Linked DNA regions of Mus musculus: regions 1, 2, 3 and 5 are each linked to region 4. Evidence: chromatin contacts called from public Hi-C, HiChIP or PLAC-seq and promoter capture Hi-C data. All regions are on one chromosome and are shown on one strand. The core of a region is the stretch at or near the end of the contact, and the rest is flanking DNA. Distances in the headings are between cores, read along the strand shown.

Region 1 (2,700 bases), core at 115-2,614, 470 kb after region 4:
TGATCTGCCCCCCAGAGGATGGATACACTGAGGCCTGAGGCAACCTCTGCGATTTCAGAACTAGATCTTCTCATTACTGGGCCATTTGCTCAAGTAACCCAGGACACATTTCTCCATTCTTTGCTGTGTAATAACTGCTATTCAACTTGCTGTAGACACTATAAGGAACAAAGCAAGCCGCATACTTATGCTCAGTAAGCTTGTATTTTTTAAGAGAGGGAAATGGCCAGTAAAAGGTATTTTGGGTCATGACAAATGCTCTTTCTGAATTTGGTAAACTACAGTTCTTCCCACTAACAGCTAGTAAGTAGCCGTTGGGTTCTGTGACATCGCCAGCTGTTGCTTGCTCAGAGGGAACAAGCAGAAATGTTCTAATATAGAGCTTCTTTCACTTAACATGCATCAAACTGCCAGAGGGTATTATTAAAATGCAAATTTTTATTCCAGTGGACCTGGACTATGTCTTAAAATGAACCTTTTACAACTGCTTAACATACTCCCTCCACCTTAACTCGTCTTTAATGTGTCACTTCTTTATAACCAACTGCAGGACGAAGGTACAGTGGCTGTTTACCAGCCCCCACTGGGTTTGTCATACAAAGGGCAACTTCCTTCTCCACTCTCAACAGAGCTGTGAGATATCTCATTAGAGTAGTGGTGATTAAGTACGAGTCCTGTGTGCTGGGAAAATCCTGATCCATGGTGGCTCATCTAGGTCCCACTTTACAACTGCCCTCATCACATCGACAGAACCACAACAAGCCATCGAGAGCCAACGAGAGCCAACGGGAAAGTACCATTGTAAAAATGAAGACAGCTGCTTCCACAATAGAGCTAATTGCATGCTGCATCACAGATCTAAATTAGTAGTGAAAACAGTTATAAAAACTGACAGACAGTGAAACATGACTCACTTGAGATCCGCTGCCAGCCAGGCACACTGTCCTTGGCCAGTGTTCAAAAACTCACACCTGCATTTTTCTTCAATAGTAAATACAGAAGATGTAATTACTAGGAAAACATATGCCACTTTCCCAATGTGACACTACTATTTTCTTCCTAGCCACCATGAGTGGCATGGTTCTAAACTGACCACAATACTTATTTACACCCAGAAGCTTCCACAGAGCAACTGAACTCAGCTAAGACTTAGGATGAGTTACTATTCGCATGTTAGAGACTGTCATTAGTTTATACAGTTTTCAATGGTGTGTTTTGCCAACAAGAAATGTCTCAATGTCTTCTCAACTTCTCAAGGAAAAGTTAAATTTTATTATATAAGAAGTATCCATTCCCAGTTGCACATGAATATACCAGTCAGCTGGAATACTCAAGCAGCAGTGAGTCAGGATGTCTTCCCTAGCTCCCTTCTCAGCTATCCAATAATTGCTGTCTCAATAAGAAACAGATGTTCCAAGAAGACTTCATCTGTTCCTGCAGTCTAAACACATTTCTGCCTCCTCAGCTACAATGTGCTCTAGAGAGTCTGTAGATTCTGAAATGATACATATGAATCCTTCCAGGTACAACTATCGGAGGACACTCACTCTCCTTCATAGTAGGTATATCGCTAGCAGTGATAAAGAACTCTTTGGTATCTGACCAGCTAGGTATAGGTAATGACCCTACAAAGGTCATTTGAGCTAGTTGTCAAAGATAAATCTTCTCCATCCAAAATAGCTCAGAGAAGCCAAAGGGTTAGACACCACTAAGCTAAAGTGTGACAGCTCATGTTCTAATCATTACATTATTACAGTCTCATCTGATATTTTTAAATATACAAATTGTAATGAAATTTATTTCCCAACAAAGAATAATTTCATTGTGAAACCAGTTCAGAGAGCTTGTTTAATGTCCAGGTGACAAGCTGTCTTTGGAATGTTTCAGCTTTGCCTAGTGGAACATTGGCATTGTGAGTTGTGAAGCTACGTATTAACTAATACTTTCCACTTCTTCAGTTAATTAGTCAAATAAAACATAAGTGCAGAAACATTTATGAGATTTGTACTTGATTTTTCAATATCCAAGGTTGAGAACTAAAAATATAGTGTTTTCTTCATGTAAGAGAGGCCAGGAAACTTTATGAATATTTTTCATGTCATATTACTTTGTAAGTAAAATATTTATATAAACAAAAGTCCTATTATATCAATTTTGAGAATGTGAGGAACATATATCCAATTCTAGATGAGGGCCCTGTATTTCATGTTTATAACTTGTAGTTATATCTCTGAATCTCCCAGATACATTAGTAGGTATCCACAAAATCCTATCTTTTGTAAAGGCTTCTGATTCATTGGTCTCCTCAGAATTCAAGATTAGTAGCCTTTGCTAAGAAAAAATTGAAGTGAGGTCTTCTCAAAGTAAGAGAAGTTTGGCAAAGCTACTGCATATTGTCCAAGTTGGTTGGAGGGATGGGCATGAATGTAGTGGATTAGATTCTCCTGTCTCACTCATCTGTGGTCATTTCTGAAAGATGTAGGAAGAGAATTTGTTAGACTTAAGCATGTCTTCAGTGTTGTTAGGCCAGATGAATTAACCAGTTTAACAATTTAGATCCCAAATCTCATTTCAGCTATAATTCTTGTAAATCAAATGTTAAACTGGTAATTAACAAGGAGAGCCTAAGGGAGGATGGTTAAATCTCACTCTGAAAAATAAAATAAAATAAAATAAAATAAAATAAATAAAATAAAATAA
Region 2 (2,700 bases), core at 69-2,568, 260 kb after region 4:
TGGCGTGGCCTGCTGTGCGTGGATGGGAACTGAAAGTATAAAAGAGTGAGAGGCCCAGGCTAGAGGGAGGATTATTATTCAAGAGAGGATTACTATTAGTGGGGAGATATAAACAAGGGAGATATAAACAAGAGATATAAAAACAGGGGAGATATAAAAACAAGGGAGATATAAAAACAAGGGGGAGATATAAAAACAAGGGGGAGATATAAAAACAAGGGGGAGATATAAAAACAAGAGAGATATAAACAAGGGAGATATAAACAAGAAGAAACAGGACTGAATAAATGTGTGCAGAAGGATCCTGTAGCAGCGTCGTTCTTCCTGGCCAGTTGAGCGCGCGCAACACATCTATCTAGGGCCAACCTTTTTTTTGTTGTCTTTTTTAGACATGGTTTCTCTGTGTAGTCCTGGCTGTTCTGGAACTCACTCTGTAGACCAGGCTGGCCTCAAACTCAGAAATCCACCTGACTCTGTCTCTCTGCCTCTCTGCCTCTCTCTCTGCCTCTCTGCCTCTCTGCCTCCCTGCCTCCCTGCCTCCCTGCCTCCCTGCCTCCCTGCCTCCCTGCCTCCCTGCCTCCCTGCCTCCCTGCCTCCCTGCCTCCCTGCCTCCCTGCCTCTGCCTAAGTGCTGGGATTAAAGGCGTGCACCACGCCCAGCTAGGGCCATCTTCTTATACAGTTTAAAGCACCTATAGTTTACTTATTATACCTAATGCGAGGCAGATATTGTTTTTGTGTGATGGAGTCGTTGTTCTATCATGTTGTTTAGTGGGAAAAGAACAAGGAAAAATGTCTGTGCATGTTCACTACAGATGTAAGTTTTTAAAAAAAGTATTTTTGATCTATCGCTAGCTAGTAGGAGCCATGTGTCTTGACTCCGCACATAAGAAGTGTCAATTGTTTAAGAATAAAAAATAAAATAAAACAAAAAAAGGAGTAAGTTAACATTGCAGTTTAGGAGAATTTCATTTTGGCTGGGAGCTGGCATGCCCTGCTCTTCTCTTCTCTCCTCCTCCCTCCCTCTCTTCCCTCCCCTCCCCTCCTCTCCCCCTCCCCCTCCCTTTTCCTCCCCCATCCCCTCCCCCCCTCCCACTTCACATTGGTAGTCAGGGACTCTAATTCTTCATAGGGGCTTTCAGTATCCTCTATGCTACTTTGGATTAGGGCAACAGTCTTTCTGAGAACGGCCCAGCCACTCAGTGAGATTGGCAGGGTGCTAAGAATCCCCCACCCCCCACCCCCACCCCCAGGACCTACAGAGTGCCTACCTGGTCGTCATTGATCTGGAGCTCCCTGCTGTTTGCCTGACTTTTCCTTAGCCCTCTATCTTGATCTTAAAGCAGCTCCAGAGGAGATTTACTTCCTGGAGTCCTTTATCCTCCCAGCTCTCAAATTTAGATCTCGGGCCTGCAGGCTTTCCCTGCTCTGCTTCTTCCTCCTTAACGGTCCTCACAATCTTCTTCTCCCCAGACCCAAATAAGCTATTTGTCCATCTGGCTACCATCTTCTGGAAGGCAGCAACTGACAAGCCTGTAGGATGTTTGCAGAATCTAGGATTCTTTCCTTGGTGATCCTTGCTCACAAACTTACAGCATGATCGTCACGCTGGCAAGTGGCCAGCTCTTTGCAGTCATGAGCCTTTGTGAGACCAGTCGTACCGCCCTTTGGTCTGACAGTCTCCATAGAAGAGTTTTGCCTCTCTTTCCAGAAGAGAATCCTTGGAAGAGCCTTGCACGTGTTTTACAAAGCCCATCTATGAACTTTGTGCACATAGTTCCTCTCAGCTCTCTTTCCAGAGGACATCGTGTTTTACCCACAGGTCACTTACAGCTGTAAGCCCCCAGATTAATGTATCTGCCCACCATGCTGCAAACCGCTCTATTGGCTCGAAACACTGTTGAGTTTTCAACTTTCCATCCTAAGAAGGTTGTAAGGGTGTGGGGTGCGGGGGTGGGGGTGGGGGACCTCTGCCAAGTCTATATGCTTAGTTTGAATCGCAAAGCTGAGATTAGGAAAGGAGAAAAAAAAACAGCATTTTTCTTTTCCAAAGTTCTTCCTTTCATAGAATATGCTGTTTGCAGGCACTTGTCCAAGTCGCTGGAGTCTATAAGCACTGAAGCATTTCTGGATTTCTCATCTCCTGGTTTTCAGAAAATGCTGAGACACATAGAGGTTCTAACTTTGACTCTAGCAGCACCGTCTCGCTTTCCTTCCATTTCTGTGTGGTCTCCTCAGGAAAGGATAATTGCCCTGTGGCTTCCCCACTACCATTCATTCATTCAACAAATATTTACTTAACGCTTGCCATATGCCAGGCATTTTAATGCGTATTTCATTATATTAGACAAAATAAAAGAAAGAAGCAATGAGAGAGCAAAGCAGAGTCATCTTGTGAATGCTAAAACTTTGAATGGAGGGGATTTTGCCTTGTTTTGTTTTCTAGCAACAGGTCAATGGAAGGTTATATCAAATGGGTGGCGTGGGAAGGAACAGTTAAGTCATCTACTGGTCTCTTAATTGTTTGGGTTTATAACACAGCAGAAGTGACTGCAGTGAGCCGCCCCCCCCCCACCAAGCTTTCCTTCCTTGCTACTGAACTTCTAGGGTGCCCTTCTAAGCCACCCCATCTCACACACCACTCTCATTTCCATAAGTCTTGCCCCATTCTTTCATCTTCTAGGGTTCGGATCCTTAGGAT
Region 3 (2,700 bases), core at 144-2,643, 450 kb after region 4:
TATCCAAAACAACCCTGATTTCAATTCATGGATTCATTCTTTTTGTGGAATCCTATTGTAATAGGGAAGGGGTTTGTGAAGACTCGCCACTGCTCAGCTTCAGTTCCATTTGAACTAACTGACTACAAACAGTTATATGACTCTGTCTAAAGGTCCCTGTCTATCTTTCCCTTCCTAGGGGAAAAAAATCCAGATGAAAGTCAGCTCTAGAAATATTTACCATAAGTGACCATTAAAAGTGATCTGGGAAAAAAATGTCTAAAGCCCATTATTTTGGAAAAAAGATATTTTTGGAAAATTCATTTATTTGGACATAAGAAAATCAGTCTGGGGAAGCATGCATATGTATATATGAATTGCAAAATCTAGAAGGATTTATTTACTAAAAATCTAGTAGTACGTGTGTTTGAGTGATGGGATTATGGGTACCTAAGGCTGTTTGACTCGAGTTTAGATATAATGTGTAGCTCCATAAAACCTGGTATAACACATCAGAATTTACATGGGGAATAAACTGTTCTGACTCACTTAAACCTCTCCAAAACTGACAGATTTTATCATCTCCCTTAACAGATAAGGATCTAAGCCAGAGTTTAAGCCAATATTAGTCAATGAATAGTATCATGAAGGTCTACAAACTACAAATAACATGTCTTTTTAAAAATCTGTGCAATGAAGCAGTTTGTTTTTGTTTTTGTGTTTGTTTTTTCAATCTTAGTAAAATCTTTTCATCTCAGCAGACCAGGGTTCCTGGAGTCTTGCCATGTGAATCATAGCACAGGTCTGGGGTTACTCAAGAGACGCATTTTTAAAACAATACTCTGTGGTCTTCGGAAGAAGTTCTGAGTCTGCCTGCTGAGTATTTATGTTGGTTTTCCTTTACAGTCACTGCCTTCCTTGTTGACTCCCTCCTTTGATTTATTTCATTCTTTGTAGACAATTCCTCAAGAAGCAACTAGGTCAAAGTCTCCACCCCCATAAGTTTGCCGCTGGTGCTGGGCTCTGTGCCTGTCTCTCCTCCATCCTCCTTCCTAGACACTGATCTGCCTGGACCACAAGTTCATGTAAGAAGCCTTGTTTCATTAAACTCATCTCAGGCAGAACTTTAGATAGTTTTGCATTTCCCTGATGCTGCTCACACACTAGTGACTTTGCTTCATTATATTCTATGCTGATCTTCCCATCTGAGCGACATCTATCACTTACCAACCAAGCTTCTGACCAGCAAAGCCTGTTCTCTGCTCTCTGCTTCTCTGATGGCTCAGTGTGGCAGCCATAGTGCATCATCTGCTCAGACCCCTTCGGGTACCACTGTCAAGTAACAAAGAAGCCAAGGCTCCCTCGAGAGAGACTGAAGGATGCAGAGGCTTGGTGTTGGCCCATCCTGTGGGATACAAGACTCAAAAAAAATGCAGCTTCTCGTTTTCAGCTTGGTTCTTGTGGCTGCCAAAGCATATGGCCACAAACAGGGTGGGTTGAAACAATGGGCGAATATGCTCACAACTCTGAGACCAAGAGTGTGAACTTGAAATTCATGGCTTCATCCCAAGTCTCTGAGGGAAAAGTGTATGTTTTTTGTCTAGTTTGCTGGTGCCTGCCAGCAGTCTTTGTTGATCCTTAATTTATATTTGTATAATTGTCTTCATATGTTCCTTCTGCCTGTGTGTGTGTGTGTATGTGTGTGCTTGTGTGCTCCCTAGTACAAAGATAGATGTCATTTGATTTAGAACCCATGTAGATGATCCAAAATTATTTGATCCTAAGACCTTAGATTGAATATGCAGAGACTTTTTTTCCAAATAATGATACAGTCACAGGTCTCGGGTATATGGGGCAGAGCAGAGGTAAAAGCATTCAATCCGCTCTGCTCAGGAACTTCAGGAAAATGTGGCCAAAACTTTCCCAGGGATATGCTGTGATCAGAGACCTTCCTGGCTTCACCTGTGGCAGGTCTGAGTGCTTCCAAAGGTCCTACCTGTCCATTCGTACTATTTTTAATCTTTGTATTCCCTTAATAAATGTCTGTAAGTCTGTGTTCATCTTGGTGACTGTTCTCTTGGAGAGGGCAGGGAAGGGTGACTGGGACATACAAAATCTAATATACATTTAATTTGCTTTGTGGTTGTTTCGTCTGGTTTTTGAGACAAGGTTTCTCTGCGTAGCCCTGGCTGTCCTAGAACTCCCTCTGTAGACCAGGCTGGTCTCAAACTCAGACCTCTTCCTGCCTCTGTTTCCTGAGTGCTGGGATTAAAGAATCACTGTTACTTAATGAACACCAATGCTTGTCTTTATTCTTTCCCTCTCACTTCAGTACAGGAAGAAACTTGCTTTCCTATGTTTGTTGCTTAAGTTTTTGTCAACTTGATGCATGTTTTTTTTTGGGGGGGTGGTTAAGGAAACAGGAATTGAAAAACTGCCCCTATCTGATCGGCCTGTTGGCAGGTCTGTGGTATATTTTCTTGACTATGACTGGCTTGAGAAGGCCCCGCCACTGTGAGTGGTGCCAACTCTCGGGCAGGCAATCTGGGGTTACATAGGAGAGCAAAGTGAGCAAGCTAGTAAAAGCTCGTTCTTACTTCATTTTCACCAGTGTGTGCTGCAACATCATAGTTAATACATTACCATAAACATGAATTGACAGCCCACGAATGTGTCCATCTGAAGAGGGCAAAGACTAAAATCCATTCTTTATGACTGGAA
Region 4 (2,700 bases), core at 23-2,522:
ATAAACTTCTTCTGGTGGTCTGTGGCCAGTGTATGAGTCTTGAACCCTGCTCCCTTTGTACATAAACGAAGATGCTCAGTAGGCAGGAAATAATGGGGGATGCTACAGAACCCAAACTCAAGAATTGAGAGGGGGATTGGAGTGGATGTAGGTAATGGAACCAGGAGAGGGTCGTCCATGATCGAAACCCCATCTCCCAAGCGGACTTGGTTCCTTGCCTACTTTTCGGTCTTCATACTCCATTTGGTCTGGAGGCACACTATAGGTCACACACCCAAATCAATTCACGTTTGCAGGAATCTGGCTCCTGAACTGAGACAAGAGCCATTCTAGAAGCTTCCAAGTAGTCGAGGATATTGAGCAAAAAACCAAAAGGCTGCTCAGCTCTCTGGGAAAGCCAACTAAGAGAGTTCAGGCAGTGGCAAGGTATTCAGGAATGAAAGACATTGATTTTCAGCAGTCCCTGTAAAGACTTCAGTTGCCACTGGGGACGTCTAGATTCTTGGACATCTCTGTGGAGTCCTGAGAAACAGGGGCTTCTGCAAAAGCGCTTGCTGCGTGTCCAACTGTTTTCCAGTTTACAAATTTTCAACATAAATTAGTTGCAACTTGCTTCCCATCATCCCACTAAGACAATGCTGTTCTCCATTTGTTCTCACTGCCATCTAACACTGCTCCTCCTCTGCACACAGTCCCACAGCGGTGCTCTCTCCTACAGTCTCCGTCGGAGGAGGGGGGAGAGGACTGGTAGGTGTGGAGCAAGAAAAGAGCATCAAGAACCGCATCCTCTAAACTGTACTTTTGAGATTGCTGATTGGAACACGTTGTCTTCAAACAGCACGGAGCTAGGCCCTGGGACTGCTTGGTTTGTCGAAGCTATTCACTAAAAAGAGATCGACTGAGACCCTCCCTCCCCCAACAGGGAACAACTCATATTCTCTCTCTCTCTCTCTCTCTCTCTCTCTCTCTCTCTCTCTCTCTCTCTCTCTCACACACACACACACACACACACACACACACACACTCTCTCTCTCCTTGTACGCCTCTCTCTCTCTCTCTCTCTCTCTCTCTCTCTCTCTCTCTCTCTCTCTCTCTCTCTCTCTCTCTTTAAGCAATGCTTTGTTGTGCTAAAACTAGTTGGACGAGTTAGGGTGTTGCTCTGCTCCCGAAGCCCTGGCCAATGGAACCCGATCCACCCCGCTGTGCGTAAGCGCGCAATTAAGGATTTAACCAAGGCTGTGCTGCGCCTCAGCCAGCAGTCAGCCTGCGGGAGACAGAGCCTCCACGACTCCCAGCCTCCTCCTCCTCCTCCTCCCCGCCGCCGCCGCCGCCTCCTCCTCTTCCTCCTCCTCCCTCGCTCCCACAGCCATGTCTGCTTAGACCAGAGCAGCTCCACAGCCAATTCAGGCAGCAGCGGCCGCCGCAGTAGAAGAACAGCCACCGCCCGGGAGCTATGACAGGAGTGTTTGACAGAAGAGTCCCAAGCATCCGATCCGGCGACTTCCAAGCTCCGTTCCCGACGTCCGCCGCCATGCACCACCCGTCTCAGGAATCGCCAACTTTGCCCGAGTCCTCGGCCACCGATTCTGACTACTACAGTCCCGCGGGGGCCGCCCCGCACGGCTACTGCTCTCCTACCTCTGCTTCTTATGGCAAAGCGCTCAACCCCTACCAGTACCAGTACCACGGCGTGAACGGCTCCGCAGCCGGCTACCCGGCCAAGGCTTATGCCGACTACGGCTACGCCAGCCCCTACCACCAGTACGGCGGCGCCTACAACCGCGTCCCGAGTGCCACCAGCCAGCCAGGTAGGCGCGCGGGGGCGGGAGGCAGGTACCCAGGGCATCCGTAACCCCGCGGGCGCCAAGTTGGGTGGTAGATGAGGGCCACGCTGTCCGCACCCATAGAAGGGTGCTTCGCAGAAGCGAGTGGGGGCCTGGGACTGCAAACAGGACAGCACCTCACACCGGCATGGGGGGGGGGGCAGTGGAGGACTTTTGAAGAGGTTTAATCGGGTGTTTTGCCTCTGGCGCTGCTCGAGGATCCCTCCTTAGCTGGATTCCTAGCTGGCCTAGCCAGAAAGCCAGCTTGGCTGCAAAGAGGCTAAGGGATTTGGGGGGCGGGGGGTGGGTGAAATCAAGCAGCCCTAGTGGTGTTTGCGTAATAAAAGGAAAGTTAGTTGGAATTCTGGGTGAGCGTGCTGAGTTGGTGAGATCTAGTCTGGATTAGCCAGCGAAGCGCCCCGAGGCCTCTCATGGAGGGTGCGGGCAGCACACCGGGTGACCTGGGGGCCGGAGGGCTGCAGCCTGACAGAAAAGCGAACAGGGAACTTTGCGGTTTATCCAAGGTATTTCCAAATACAAAAAGTCATTTAAAATAGCGGAGGATTGCCGAGAGTTCACTCTGTTAGAGGGACCCCCCCCCACACACACACACACACTCCATCGAGTGCTCTCTCCGTAAGTGCCTAGAATTTGTCTGCCTTCCTTCTTCCCCACAGACTCCCCTTTCCGTCCACTGTGAAACTTCCTTAGAGCGTTACAGTGGGGTAGAGAGCTTGGGCGGTAAATGAGAGGCGTGAAGTCTCAGTGGAGAAATTTTACTAGTCGATTTTGATCTCCCCTCACCGACACATTAATAAGGCTGCTAATATTAGCATCCCCTACTCCAGTAGAGCGGAGACCGCAGCCCTCCCTCCTT
Region 5 (2,700 bases), core at 55-2,554, 500 kb after region 4:
CCTAACAATGAGCCCAAAGTGGAGTGCTAATATGAACACCAAGGGGCACAAGAGGCATGACCAGTGAATTCCAATGACCTGGTCCTCAGATCAGAGCCCACCAGGTAACAGAGGCATTGAGTTTGATCAGACCAAACTCAAAAGTCTAGGACAGAGAAAGCCAAACAAGAGAAACTAATATCCCTCTATACTAAGACAACCGTCTGAATGCCGTGACTGATATTTTAATCCCTCAGTACCCAGAGGTCAGGGATTTATGTGCCGGGAGTGGATCAGTCACGCACATATAATGGTAATGTGGAGCATGTGCCTGGGGCCACATGTCAGTCTGTGTCATCTTGGATGTCGCAGACACTGCACACGACACATGCCAGGATATCTGAAATGCTAACATCCACTTCCTTCTTACTGCACTCCACATCCTTTTCAGGGATAATTAACAATTTGGTGAAATTGATTTTGAAAAGAGGGGAAACAAAGACCACGTTTTATTTATTTCTTTCTTCTCTTTCCCTAAGATCTCTTTCCCCTCTGTACTCTGTAAAGTTCACGTTGGTGATGGAAACAACTGACTCTCATTTTGTTCTTGAGTTTTGGGTAACTCTATAGTCAAAGGGCCATCTGGATGCATTCCTTGAAACTCTTCTATCTGTGTTTCTGGACCATTGGTGGAGACATGCAGCCCGAATTCTGCACAGTATTCTGGGAAACGAATAGCAGTGAAATGGAAAAACTTAGCCTGCCCAGATAGGCCTCCATTTGGGGCTACACATTTGAATATGTGAAGCCAAATCTTCATTCCATGGGACTCTGGGGAAGTTTTGGTCAGCATGTAATTCGGTGTGGGTTGGGCAAGAAAAAGATAGGAGAACATGAAACTGCCAAGCTTGAAGCCTGTTACGCAGTTGTGACCTGACCTAGAATGTGGTGCTGAATTGTGTGTGGAGAACTCAACCATAAAGAGGCAGCTGTGGTCTTATTAGTCGTGAACTCGAGATTGTTTTTACAGAAGATGAATTGCTCCTAAATGATTGATCTGGTACTTGGAGGAAATGCTGTTCTCTGTACTCCTAAATGGAGACACTAACCAGATACTTGTCCCATACCCAGAATGGGCATTTGTGGTGTGGCTTGTACCACGGTCTGCTATAGAATAGTGACCTTGGACTGGCAGGTCCCCCTTTAAGTAGCAAACTTGCATTTTTCATCTTACCATGATATGCCAGAGGCCCTGAATAACAGCCTTCATCCTTTCTCAGACCACATGTTGGTGCCAGGTTTAAGCTGAGAGAAGTTGGAAGGAGTGTTTTCTGCAAGGTCTGACTGGGGCTGGAAAAAGGAATTTTCAGTAAGAGACAGTAACCCCTCCTAGAAAACAATCAGAGACTCTCTCTGTGAGCATGGACTCAAAGTAGTTTAAAATTTTAAACCAAGGGACATGTTCCTCCCTGTGCTTTGTGAGGTTTTACAGCAAAATCAATTGTTTGGTTGATAGATTAAATTGGCCAGCTTCAGCATTGCCTGGCAAGGTCTAACCTGGAGAATTAAGGGGCTCAGAGGAAAATCAGTAGGTGAGAGAAGCAAGCCTCCACCCTAGATCAAGCTGGCCAAACTCAAAATTGGCAAGTAGCCGGAATAGGAGAGTTAGGGTATGGGTGAACCCAGCGTCCTGGCCCCTGCCTCCTTCTTAGCCACAGACAAATAAAATCCTGAAGCTTCTGCCGAATGACTTCTCACAAATGTACACATGGCACCCTCTGGCTTCTATCCAAGGTCAAAATTACAGTATAGATTTTATTCCTTGTTCTCGCCTAACCTTTGGCATCAGACAAGTTTCCTTCTGAACCTTCTACCTTACTTACGGCCATTTCAGCCTGTTTTGGGGGTGACAAGATAGTAAACTACATGACTGAGGTGTCTTGGTCTTGAACACGAGGATTATTTCCAGATGTGAACTCAAAGGAGTCAAGTGTTAGAGCAGCTGTTGGATGAGAATAAAAGCCTTGAGAATAGCCCTTCCTGTTTGGATAGCACTTTATCATCACAGAGCAGAGTCTGCTCTTGGCTCATCTGGTTATCACAGAAGCTCTATGAAATAGGTCAGGCGGGGGTTCGTTCCTAATGCTACAGGTAAAAAGACTGAGCCCTCAGCTGTAACCCACAGGACGTCTCTCTCTCTCTCTCTCTCTCTCTCTCTCTCACACACACACACACACACACACACACACACACACACACACACACATTTACACAGTGAAATATCAGACTTGATATTGGTTTGCCACGACACCCAGACCTGTTCTACAAAAGAATTTGGAATGATGAGAGATCTGTAGCATCCTCTGACTTCATCTATTCGCCTCGGACTCCTCTTTCAGCTGTGGTTTCCTCCAATGAGATCATTATAACATTTTCTTTCTGGTTCCTAAAGTTGCACGCCTTGGAATGCATCAAAGTCTTCCTTAACGGGATCTTCTTACCAGCACAAGTGGGATAGGAACGGGTTTCGGTTCACATCAGATAGAGGCCAGGCTGATGATTACAAAGCCCATCAAAAGATCTCCTCTTCCTATGTGCCCCCTTTCCTTGCAAGCACATGCCTGAAAGGCAGTCTGTTTTGCTAGCCACCACCACCACCAAGAAAACAAGCTTGCTCTTTTTAGTCTGCCTGAGATGTACAGCTCTGGGAAGAACTGTTTA

The links. Promoter capture Hi-C pulls out the DNA fragments that hold promoters and counts their contacts. A called contact is a pair of places that touch in the nucleus more often than the background predicts. HiChIP or PLAC-seq counts read pairs in DNA pulled down with a chosen protein or histone mark.
Region 1: a contact with region 4 is called in an H3K4me3 HiChIP or PLAC-seq map of craniofacial prominence, with 4 times the contacts expected there. The contact joins the enhancer-like site here to the promoter of Dlx5 in region 4. A contact is called at or near these places in 2 of 39 promoter capture datasets (frontonasal cranial neural crest and trophoblast stem cells), 1 of 15 datasets of contacts at CTCF or cohesin (large pre-B cells), 2 of 484 Hi-C or Micro-C datasets (bone marrow-derived macrophages and epidermal suprabasal cells), 5 of 115 datasets of contacts at active chromatin or transcription factors (craniofacial prominence, embryonic basal ganglia, embryonic forebrain and 2 more) and 1 of 9 other capture datasets (embryonic stem cells).
Region 2: a contact with region 4 is called in a promoter capture Hi-C map of embryonic stem cells, with 2.6 times the contacts expected there. The contact joins the enhancer-like site here to the promoter of Dlx5 in region 4. A contact is called at or near these places in 6 of 39 promoter capture datasets (the 3T3-L1 cell line, cranial neural crest, embryonic stem cells and 2 more), 1 of 15 datasets of contacts at CTCF or cohesin (pro-B cells), 5 of 115 datasets of contacts at active chromatin or transcription factors (embryonic forebrain, embryonic limb bud, embryonic midbrain and 2 more) and 1 of 9 other capture datasets (embryonic stem cells).
Region 3: a Hi-C map of uterus shows a contact between it and region 4, with 2.1 times the contacts expected there. The contact joins the enhancer-like site here to the promoter of Dlx5 in region 4. A contact is called at or near these places in 8 of 39 promoter capture datasets (the C10 cell line, cranial neural crest, embryonic stem cells and 5 more), 2 of 484 Hi-C or Micro-C datasets (epidermal suprabasal cells and uterus), 7 of 115 datasets of contacts at active chromatin or transcription factors (craniofacial prominence, embryonic forebrain, embryonic hindbrain and 4 more) and 1 of 9 other capture datasets (embryonic stem cells).
Region 5: a contact with region 4 is called in a promoter capture Hi-C map of embryonic stem cells, with 5 times the contacts expected there. The contact joins the enhancer-like site here to the promoter of Dlx5 in region 4. A contact is called at or near these places in 12 of 39 promoter capture datasets (the 3T3-L1 cell line, 3T3-L1-derived adipocytes, the HPC-7 cell line and 8 more), 2 of 15 datasets of contacts at CTCF or cohesin (large pre-B cells and pro-B cells), 6 of 115 datasets of contacts at active chromatin or transcription factors (craniofacial prominence, embryonic limb bud, embryonic stem cells and 3 more) and 1 of 9 other capture datasets (embryonic stem cells).

The regions. Positions count from the first base shown.
Region 1 is chr6:6,413,530-6,416,229 of GRCm38.p6, reverse strand. No RefSeq gene overlaps it. Among named protein-coding and RNA genes, the nearest start is that of Gm52888, 25 kb to the right of the region's middle. Within about 2 kb of position 1,364, at least 27 of the 459 cell types and tissues checked have an H3K27ac peak or open chromatin away from gene starts, as enhancers often do. A contact at or near this core is called in craniofacial prominence and embryonic basal ganglia, where this site is marked.
Region 2 is chr6:6,622,454-6,625,153 of GRCm38.p6, reverse strand. No RefSeq gene overlaps it. Among named protein-coding and RNA genes, the nearest start is that of Sem1, 45 kb to the right of the region's middle. Within about 2 kb of position 1,318, at least 9 of the 459 cell types and tissues checked have an H3K27ac peak or open chromatin away from gene starts, as enhancers often do.
Region 3 is chr6:6,433,259-6,435,958 of GRCm38.p6, reverse strand. No RefSeq gene overlaps it. Among named protein-coding and RNA genes, the nearest start is that of Gm52888, 44 kb to the right of the region's middle. Within about 2 kb of position 1,393, at least 8 of the 459 cell types and tissues checked have an H3K27ac peak or open chromatin away from gene starts, as enhancers often do. A contact at or near this core is called in uterus, where this site is marked.
Region 4 is chr6:6,880,640-6,883,339 of GRCm38.p6, reverse strand. Dlx5 (distal-less homeobox 5) reads left to right here and starts at 1,272. Exons shown (of 3, transcript NM_010056.3): 1 at 1,272-1,808. The coding sequence starts at 1,454.
Region 5 is chr6:6,382,770-6,385,469 of GRCm38.p6, reverse strand. No RefSeq gene overlaps it. Among named protein-coding and RNA genes, the nearest start is that of Gm52888, 6.1 kb to the left of the region's middle. Within about 2 kb of position 1,304, at least 1 of the 459 cell types and tissues checked has an H3K27ac peak or open chromatin away from gene starts, as enhancers often do.